Linked DNA regions of Mus musculus: regions 2 and 3 are each linked to region 1. A link is a contact called in public ChIA-PET and promoter capture Hi-C data. All regions are on one chromosome and are shown on one strand. Each heading gives the region's core, a stretch centred on a gene start, on an enhancer-like site or on the middle of the called end of the contact. The rest is flanking DNA. Distances are from core to core; before and after follow the strand shown. Region 1 holds the start of Pald1 (phosphatase domain containing, paladin 1). Region 2 overlaps Adamts14 (a disintegrin-like and metallopeptidase (reprolysin type) with thrombospondin type 1 motif, 14). Region 3 overlaps Adamts14 (a disintegrin-like and metallopeptidase (reprolysin type) with thrombospondin type 1 motif, 14).

Region 1 (3,100 bases), core at 161-2,660:
CACAGCCCAGTTAAGGAACTGTAGGCCAATCTGAGTGAAGTGTGGCTGGAGCCAAGATGGCCATGGTCCTTAAGCAACCCTCTGGGCTTTCTCTTTCTTCCTCACACACCTAGGATGGGCAGAAGGGAGTCTGACATAGAGGGCAGGTAGTCCTGGGGCCTCAGTTTCCCCATGTATTAAAATAGGAATAGCGAGGGCTAGGGATATGCTAGAGTGTTTGCATGCCCAGCATACACAAGAATACTTGATTTCAACACCCAGCACTGCATAAGCCAGAATGAGGGACCGTGCCTATAATCCCAGCATTCAGGAGGAAGGATTTAGAATTTCTAGGTTATTTTTAACTAAATATTGAACAAAATCAACTTGGGATATATGAGACCGTGTGTGTATGTGTGTGTGTGAACAATGATAGGTACATAGGTACCTGCTAAGATTACACAGATGAGATACCGCTGCAGACATGCTGGGTATCTGGCCAGACCACCCTTAATGAGTCCTTTTAGGGTTGCAAGGCCCTCCTTCTGCATAGTTCAAGTTCCCTAGCTTGATTTTGGCTAAAGGCCAGGCCTGCAAAGTCTTCATCCTGGTCACAACTCCCTGCAGAGCGTGCCAAGGACCCTCTAGCTCTGACTGGGGCCAAGGCAGGTAGAGGCAGGAAGGAAATATTCCTCAGTGTAGGGAGAGAGAGACAGAGAGAGACAGAGACAGAGAGAGAGACAGAGAGAGACCTCATTCCATACATCAAAGAGGCTTTCCTGAGACCTAAGCAGGGGTGAGTAAGTGCCCATGGGTGATCCAAGGTCAAGGGTCAGGTACCAGAGCCCCAGAGCCCACCACCACTTGGATGCGTTGGGTAGGGGTAGTGGGGCTGCTCTTCTTCCAAAGACTGGGAGCTGCAATTTTCCTAAGCCAGCGGTCAAGGTGACCACCTGCTCTTTTAGGGCTTCATCCTTCGACGTCTATTCGGAGAGGCGTCAGACCTTCCCTACGGAGCTCAAGTGGCACAGGAGAAATGCTGATTCTGGGGTCCAGGAGAAGCAGAAAGGGGAAGCCCGGGGCTACAGACATAACAGGGGCCCTGGAGTAGGGGAGGGGGTGTGGCGCCACCAGCCTAAGCATTTTTCTCCAGCCATGGAGATTGGAAGCCGGCCTTGGGTATCTTCCAGAAGGAACCGACCAGACAAGGAAAGAGGAACTTGCTTCTCCCGCAGGTTCCCTCTACCCTAGGGTTTTCCTCCAGGCGTAGGGCGAGCAGACGGAGGATGCTGGCCCGGAACCGGCTGGATTGAAAGAGGGGGGAGGGGAGTTGTGCCTATCCGACCGTGGTGGGGTGAGTGTATCTTTAAGTCCGCACCCCCTCCTTGTGGGCGGAGGCCGAAGCTGTGACCGCGCCCTCCCAGGCGTGGGAGGGGGGATCCGGACTCGAGGCGGGGTTCTGGGGGTGATCCTGGCCTCGGTGGCCCCGGGCTGGCCGGGTCTGCGCCGCCTGGACACAGCAGGAGCTGCCTCCGCCCCCGGATGGGCTGGGAGGGTGGGCGGAGTCATCTGGAGCCCGCGCGGGTAGTGCCCGAAGCCCGCCTCGGCGCCGGCAGTCCCCGGCCGCATAGCGCGACGCTCTCCCGGAGCTGCGGCTGCCAGGTAAGCACGCGTGGGCCGCGCCGAGGGAGGATCGGGGTCCCTCGGTTTGGGGCGGAGGCGTCCGAGCCACCCAGGCCTGCCCCAGGTCGGCGCCACCATGCTTTCTCAAAGCTGGAGCTGCTCCCGGGTTGTGCGCAGGTCGATCCCGGACTCATCTCCTGTACTCTGGCTTCCCTCGGAGTGAGGGACAACATGGAGTGGCGACACCCGCACTTCTTGGCCTGGGAGCCCTCCGGGCCAGCTGGGCTGGGCTTCCGAAGAAGTTAGGAAAGATAGCCGCGTTGTGACCCCGGCATGGGGTCCCCAGACTTATCTGCAGGACCCTTGAGGCCCAGGGGCAAGGGAGCAAACTGAGGGGCCTGGCAGGCACTGGCTTTGATTCGCCGCTCGGTTTGGTCTCTTTTGAGGTGGGGTTTCCTTGGTGTGAGCGAGGGTGTGCGTGGAGCGTGAGTACATTCATGTGCCTGAGCATGACACCCCCCTCCCCCCAAAAGACATGGACTTAATAGAAAGGTAGTGTTTGGGACACTGACTGTCCCAGTTCCTTGTAGTGGCCAAGCTGCCCTTGTTTTGTAAATCAGACTCCACAAAAGCCTGGCCCGGGGTGAGCTTGAGGCATCTCTGGTCTTCCAGCCAGAGAGTATGGGCCGGTCCTTGTCTGCCCACAGCCAGTGACAGAGCACCTGTGGCTGTGGGCTCCGGGCCATGCACAGACAGTGTGGGAGGTGGGAGGACTTGGAAGGGCTCTGTCCTGTTGTGGCTCTGTCCTGCAAGGGAAGACAAGAGAGAAACACTTGGCCAGTTCTCTGATAGGGAGTTTGATACCAGCCCTGGGCTGGTAGCCCTAGAAGAAAATGCCAGGAGGTTCCTCAAGGGAATTGCAAAACACCGGCGCAGCGAGGGTACTCTCGCTGGGTGTCCTGTGACTTTGCTGATAGATGTGTTTAAATGTCCTGGTGCAGGCAACCCCACCCTCCTCATTAGCATTACTAATCAGGACCGCTTTGCACCTCGCCTTGTGCGGCGGTGGTGCTGGGGCGGGGGCGGGGGTGGGGGGATGGGATGGGGGCAACAAGCGTAGGATGGCTGGCAAGGACTTCCTGCTTCTGTGTGTCCACCCCACCCCCATATTTTGTTTGCTTTGGGGGTGGTGGTGGTGTCCAAAGACCCATTTGTTTCCTCCAGTCAGATGGAGCGCAGGTTTGGGGCTGCTGAGGTTTGAGCCAGCCTTCCAGGAGGAAGCCCTGACTTCCTTTTTGAAGAGTCTCCTTCGTGGGGGCTGGAGGGAAGGGTGGGAGGCATTGACCAGACGCGGTTTCCTGTGGGGGCAGACCGGCCTGAGGTGGCCCAACTTTGCTCCCTTCTCTGGTGATGGAGTGGACAGGGTGGGGCTCTGGGCAACTCTGACCCTACTCTGCCGCTCTGTAGTATCTGAGACTTTGCTCCGTCCCTGTTGTTC
Region 2 (3,100 bases), core at 400-2,899, 180 kb after region 1:
TGAGTAAAGACATAGCAGACTTCTTGGTACTCTTTTGACCCTGAGTTCACGGCTCCCTTCCCCCCCCCTTTCCCCTCTCCCTCTCCCCCCTCTCTCCCAACTGCTTTGCCCCTGGCATTATGGCTCTTGGCTCTCCTGCTCCTCTACAGTGCTCTGCTACCTGCGGAGAAGGCATCCAGCAAAGGCAGGTGGTATGCAGGAACACTTCCAGTGCCCTCGGGCCATGCGAAGGGGTCAAGCCGGACATGGTGCAGATCTGCAGCCTGCCTGCCTGTGGAGGTGAGCAGACAGGATGGGGAGGCCCCGCCCCTTCGTTCCTCCGGCCCTGTGAATGTGTAGCAGTGTGGTCTCCTGGCCCTTTGAAATTCCAAAGACAGGTTGGGCATCCCTAATCCAGAATCCCAAATGCTGCCCAATCCAGAACTCCTGGAGTGCTCACACGCTGCCACGGATGGGCGATTCCACTCCTGACTGCAGAGGATATGGTGTGATCGAAATATCAGTACCCAGTTAGCCAGCATCCTAGAGGAGACAAAAGGACCTTCCAAGACTCTTAACACTCTTATGTACGAACCTCATTTCAGTTCCCAAATCATTTAAAACATTATACAAAATTACCTGCACATTTTGGGCCTAAGAAACCAATGGGGCCATCGGGACGGCTCAGTGGATAAAGGCACTTGCTGCCAAGGCGAGGTCTACACAGTGGAAACAGAGAGATGACTCCTCCAAAGCTGTCCCCTGACCTCTGCAAATGCTCTGTGACACCCACACTAGTACACACAGGACAAAATGCAAATAAATGAAAAAAAAACAGCTGCACCCCAGGATTAGATCTGGGGCTCACCTCCTAGAGGCCTCTTTAAGTCTATGCAAATATTGCAAATCCCAGGGGGAAGACAGTGGAAGTGCTTCTGGCCCCAAGCACTCTGGGTAAAGGATGCTCTCACCCATTTGTACTTCAGCTGCATCTGTTCACAGGAGATCTCCAGAACTCTACAGTGAAGGCGGAGGTCCAGGACCCTGTGACCAAAACAGGATACCGGGAACCCCAATCCAGGCCCCTGACTCCTGAGGACAGGATCTCAACAAGTAAGTATGGTCAGGGGCCCTTCCCCTCCCCCAGCCTTACACGCAGCCCAGGGTTTGGAGTGTTAGCAATGGAGCAGGCATAGTGTCTACGTGTCTGGGTGACCTCTGAGAATCCAAATGATGTCACTCTAGTCTATGACCTACTCTGTGATTCCCCTTTAGTCCTACGTTTGGTGTTATTCCCGTGACGGCCAAACCTGATACAGACTAAAAAGAAATCATGTAGACTTCTTCTGTTGCCAGGTTTGGTGACAAGGCACTGTCCACTGTGGTGAGGGTGTCCTGTTTTATAAACCTATATAGTACGCCCCAGAGCTCTGGATTCTCATCGTGTCTGGTTTCACACTTCTGGGAACTGTAGTCATAGAGAGGAGCTGCTTTCCCCAGAGCAGCTGAAAGAAGGAATCATGGAACTGAACCAGTGTCCTCTGCTGCTGCCTCACAGGGCTAGCAATTAATTCACCCTGTGGTCTCTCCTTTCATGTCTCTGTGGATTAAGACTTTCCCTGCGTCTACTACGACATACTTCCTAGTTACCAGGGTATTACCGCGCCTCATGCAACCCTTTGACCTCTTGGCCTCTCCTCAAAACAGAAGCTGGGCAAATTCCTCAAAGCAGTTGGGGCTCTGATTCTGGCTCTGGAGCTTTGGCGCCATCTAGTGACCATTGGCTTCTATTGTCTCTGCTCCAGAGCCTGCTCTTGATCCCAGCTGCCTGAGCCACTACGTTTCTCTAAAGAGCTTTTTTTTTCTTTTTTTTAAAGATTTATTTATTATATGTAAGTACACTGTAGCCATCCTCAGACACACCAGAAGAGGGAATCAGATCTCATTACAGATGGTTGTGAGCCACCATGTGGTGGTTGTGAATTGAACTCAGGACCTCTGGAAGAGCAAGCATCCAGTGCTCTTAAGCACCTTAGCTGCAGGGAGTAACTGGGTAGCTAGGAGAGTCTAGGGCTCCATCTTCTTCCTAGAGCAGGGTTCTCATGCTTGGTTGAATCTAGACTTACCTCAGTGTCTAGGCCCTAGCCCAGACTCCCCAGGTAGAGCTTCCTGGATAAAGACCAGCGTAGCTGAGTATATGGTTGAACTAGACAGAGCTATATAGCTCTTCCTACGCACTGGAAGTTGTTGGAGGGTTCTCTAAAACAGTTTTGCCCCATCGTAGAGGTGCTGGCTCAGTAGGTCTGCACAGTGTTTGACAATTAGCCTTACCACCAAGGTTCTAATGATGCTGATACTGTGTTTGTGACGGGGAGGCAGGATGGTCCGTTTAGTTTCTCTTCCCTGTGGAAGGGTCTGACCTCCTGGGTGGAATGAGCTATGTAGTGATTCCAGCTGGGACAGAAGGAGGAAAGATGTCCCCTCCTGATGGGCACCCTTCGTGTATGTATGTACAGTGGAGCCCTGTGTGCGAGACAGATCCGTCTTCTGCCGAATGGAAGTGTTGGACCGTTACTGCACCATCCCCGGCTACCACCGTCTATGCTGTGAGTCTTGCATAAAGAAGACCTCAGGCCCCAATGCCAGCCTGGCCTTACCACCCACCTTCTCCACTCCTGGGAGTCTCTTGCCAGCACCCAAGGCCACCCTGGAGGATGTGAAGTCTACAAGGGGGCCAACCAGCCTGGAAGATCATCGGCAAAGCCAGCCCACACAGCTACCAGATGTGGCGGACAGGATCTCCCCAGTGACTCAGTATCCGGTCACCCCCCAGATGCTAAGCCCTAAAGCGTTTCCGGGCAATTCTCCTGCTACCCCACGGAGGCCACCTCAGGACTGGACCCAAACAGCTATGCCAACCTCTGAGGGTCAAGGACAGTCCAGGGAGGAACCAGGGCATGGAGGCACCAGCCTTCCCGCCACCTCCCCAGTGACATGAGCCCATCCCTCCAGTCTTTTTTACACTCTGCCTGTGGTCCCAGGGATCCTGGCTCAGAGGACTCAAGCGCAGGGGACAGGAGGTAGCACAGGTTCCCTTTTAAATTATTTGCCCTCTTGTTCT
Region 3 (3,100 bases), core at 255-2,754, 150 kb after region 1:
GTTGCTGGGATTTGAACTCAGGACCTCTGGAAGAGCAGTCAGTGCTCCTAACCGCTGAGCCATCTCTCCAGCCCTTAAGATCTTTTATTTCATGCTTATGGGTTACATAACATCTGGAGTTACAGATGATTGGGAGCCACTGTATGGATGCCGGGAATTGAACCCAAGTCTGCTGGATGAACAGCCCGTGCTCTAACCACTGAACCATCTTTCCAGCCCTCCAGATGACTCTGAACAGATGAAAAAAAAAAGGAAGCTCTGAGCACACAGCTGCTAGGCTGTATTGGTTAGACTGCAGCGGCAAAGAGAGAGAGAGAAAAAAAAAACCCAGCATGTGTTTCATATAAACAGTCTTTCCTCAGATTTTCAGTTCACAGATGGTTAAGCCTACAGGTGCAAAGCCTTCTGACACAGGGCTGGCTGCCACATGCGGGATTCAGACAGGATTTTCAACAACCCAACTTACTAGAGGACCCATGAGAGAAGACAGTAACCCAGGAGTCCCTCCAGAGGCCCGGAACCCAGGACAGACCTCAACTGAAGTGCCTCACTTGTCTCTCTCTTCTCTCTGTCCTTGGGGCATGCTGTGGAGTGTGGAACACTAAGATAGTCAAATGGTGTGTGACTCTCCTGTCACCCTTGGGTTGCCTCAGAGTCCATATAAGTACTGACTCCAGCTCTGTGGAGGAGAAAGGCTGTGTCCTGATGCTGAGAGGTCTGAAAAGTCAGGTTAAGGGTCACTTCGCATGGGGCTGGAGAGATGGCTCAGGGGTTAAGAGCACAGGTTGCTCTTCCAGAGGACTGGGGTTCAATTCCCAGCACCCACATGGCAGCTTGCAACTGTTTGTAACTCCAGTTCCAGGGGATCTGACACTCTCACACAGACAGACATGCAGGCAAAACACCAATATATGTGGAATAAAAATTAAAAAATAAATAAATAAGAGTTATTTCTCAATGGGAGCTGGAGAGATGGCTCAGTGGTTAGAGTGCTGGCTGCTCTTCCAGAGGATCTGTGTTTGATTCCCAGCATCCACATGGCAGCTCACAACTGTCTGTAATTCCAGTCCCAGAAGATATAATGCTCTCTTTTGCTTTCTGCATGCAATGGGTATGCACTTGGTATAGAGTCATATGCAGGCTCATACATACACACACATGCAGGCTCATAAGTACATACACATGCAGGCTCATACACATGCAGGCTCATACATGCACATACATGCAGGCTCATACATACACATACATGCAGGCTCATACATACACATACATGCAGGCTCATACACACACACATGCAGGCTCATACATACACATACAGCTCATACATACACATGCAGGCTCAGACACATACATGCAGGCTCAGACATACACATGCAGGCTCAGACACATACATGCAGGCTCAGACACACACATGCAGGCTCAGACACATACACGCAGGCTCAGACACATACATTCAGGCTTGTACACATAAAAGAGGCCACTTCCTTGCAGGTGGCTGTCAGCTGTCAGTAAAGTATTGTGAGGTTTAATCCTTTGAGGTAGGGTGTGGCTGATAGAGGCTGCAGTCCCCACAGGATAAGCCTCGGCTTGCAGCACGTGGGTTAAGGAAAGTGCCTTCACTATACAACAAAACACTTTCTTTCTATGAAGTCTTTGCTCTGGAGGATGGGGTGGGGGGAGGGACTAGGGCCTGGGTGTCTCTGTCATGTCTTGCGGTAGGGATTGGCAGGGTCTCTGTGTCCACAGCAGGCACCAGGCTTTGATCTCTGTACTCAGTTGGATCTAGTGCTAGGCTTTGGTCTCAGTACTCGGTTGGATTCAGACACAGGCGCCAGGAAAGCTGATGGTGGAAGCCCAACACTGGCTGCTCTGAGGTTTGCACATTCATATACAGGGGCTGCTGCCAGCTCTGGGCATTGGGAGGATGGGCTGGGGCTGGGCTCTGTGCTGGAGGAGGCTTCTAATCCATGGCTCTGAACCCACAGTCTAGTCCTTTGCTGGCTCATCAGGTCTCCAGTTTCCCTCCTGCCCCCCCCCCCCCGCCCTGCACTCCCAAGTGTGGACTTGGATAGTTTTTCGCTGTTTAGTGGATAGTGGACAGTGGCCACTTTATAGCCTGTGGGTTAATTTATTTCCTTATGCGTGAGAAAGAACTGGTATCTAAACAGCACAGGATAAGGAAATGTGAGACAGGGACAGGCGTGAAACCATGCCACTCCCAGGGAGCCATGCAGGCAGGCATCGGAGGGACCACTAAGTGTCATTACCTAACAGTGCCTCTGAGCTTGTGTGGCTCATTTGTGGTTCCCAGACATTCATGTAGGGTGGCCCTCTACCAGCCATTTGTATTTCCATTCTGCAGAAAAAGAAACAGGTTCTAAGCAGCTTCGTGTTGAGCCCCTAGCCAGCTGGGTAATCAAGACAAAACAGAGCTGAGGGGCAGAGGGTAGAGGGTCAGGGTTCGAGTCCCAGCACAGCCTCATACAACCATCTGTAACTCCAGTCCCAGGGTAATCCAATGCCACCTTCTAGCCTCTGTGGGAACTGCATACTCTTTGTAAATAGACATACTTTCAGGCAAAACACTCATGCATATGATTACAAACTAAGAACAGTAAGAACAACAAAAGCAAAAAAGCAAAAAGCAAAACAAAACAACAAAAAACAGAGCTGGGATTTGAACCTGGGACTCCAAGTAGCTGCTTTATTATTACCTACATTGAGTGGCTGAGGGAAACATTTCTTCCTAAGACTCTCAGCTGCGACATGTCTGGGGTTGTCACAGCATGGGTGGCGTGTTCTATGCCGACATCAGGAATCACAGTGAAAAATGCAGAACATTTTCCCAGGAAGCCAACAAAGCACAGACAATATGTTCAGTGTGACCCCATCTTGGTAAACTGTCACACAGGTGTGCACATGTGACAGGAAGTGAGCAGACTATGGCCACTATTTAGTTGGTTGCTAAGTGATTTAATTTTCTTCTTGTGTATGTGTGGGTTTACATTGAAATATTGTGTTTGTTTGTTTTAAGCTTTTAAAAAAGCCTTTGTGCCTGAGTGGTGTGTGTGTGTGTGTGTGTGTGTGTGTGTGTGTGTGT

What was found. Promoter capture Hi-C pulls out the DNA fragments that hold promoters and counts their contacts. ChIA-PET counts read pairs in DNA pulled down with a chosen protein or histone mark.
Region 2: a promoter capture Hi-C map of neural stem cells shows a contact between it and region 1. The contact joins the enhancer-like site here to the promoter of Pald1 in region 1. A contact is called at or near these places in 13 of 39 promoter capture datasets (3T3-L1-derived adipocytes, the C10 cell line, the HPC-7 cell line and 9 more), 6 of 15 datasets of contacts at CTCF or cohesin (CD8 T cells, the NIH/3T3 cell line, embryonic stem cells and 3 more), 55 of 484 Hi-C or Micro-C datasets (B cells, the C2C12 cell line, CD4 T cells and 32 more), 18 of 115 datasets of contacts at active chromatin or transcription factors (VIP interneurons, bone marrow-derived dendritic cells, bone marrow-derived macrophages and 10 more) and 6 of 9 other capture datasets (adipose tissue, embryonic stem cells, embryonic tail and 3 more).
Region 3: a contact with region 1 is called in an RNA polymerase II ChIA-PET map of memory CD8 T cells, with 5 read pairs. The contact joins the enhancer-like site here to the promoter of Pald1 in region 1. A contact is called at or near these places in 1 of 39 promoter capture datasets (liver), 5 of 115 datasets of contacts at active chromatin or transcription factors (craniofacial prominence, embryonic stem cells, memory CD8 T cells and 1 more) and 1 of 9 other capture datasets (adipose tissue).

Annotation. Positions count from the first base shown.
Region 1 is chr10:61,381,833-61,384,932 of GRCm38.p6, reverse strand. Pald1 (phosphatase domain containing, paladin 1) reads left to right here and starts at 1,410. Exons shown (of 20, transcript NM_013753.2): 1 at 1,410-1,641.
Region 2 is chr10:61,198,355-61,201,454 of GRCm38.p6, reverse strand. It overlaps Adamts14 (a disintegrin-like and metallopeptidase (reprolysin type) with thrombospondin type 1 motif, 14), which reads left to right. Exons shown (of 22, transcript NM_001081127.2): 20 at 150-279; 21 at 982-1,092; 22 at 2,496-3,100. The coding sequence ends at 2,977. Among named protein-coding and RNA genes, the nearest start is that of Gm29861, 17 kb to the left of the region's middle. Within about 2 kb of position 1,649, at least 45 of the 459 cell types and tissues checked have an H3K27ac peak or open chromatin away from gene starts, as enhancers often do. A contact at or near this core is called in bone marrow-derived dendritic cells, fibro-adipogenic progenitors, muscle stem cells and 1 more, where this site is marked.
Region 3 is chr10:61,231,800-61,234,899 of GRCm38.p6, reverse strand. The region is part of intron 4 of Adamts14 (a disintegrin-like and metallopeptidase (reprolysin type) with thrombospondin type 1 motif, 14); the gene reads left to right. Among named protein-coding and RNA genes, the nearest start is that of Gm29861, 17 kb to the right of the region's middle. Within about 2 kb of position 1,504, at least 48 of the 459 cell types and tissues checked have an H3K27ac peak or open chromatin away from gene starts, as enhancers often do. A contact at or near this core is called in memory CD8 T cells, where this site is marked.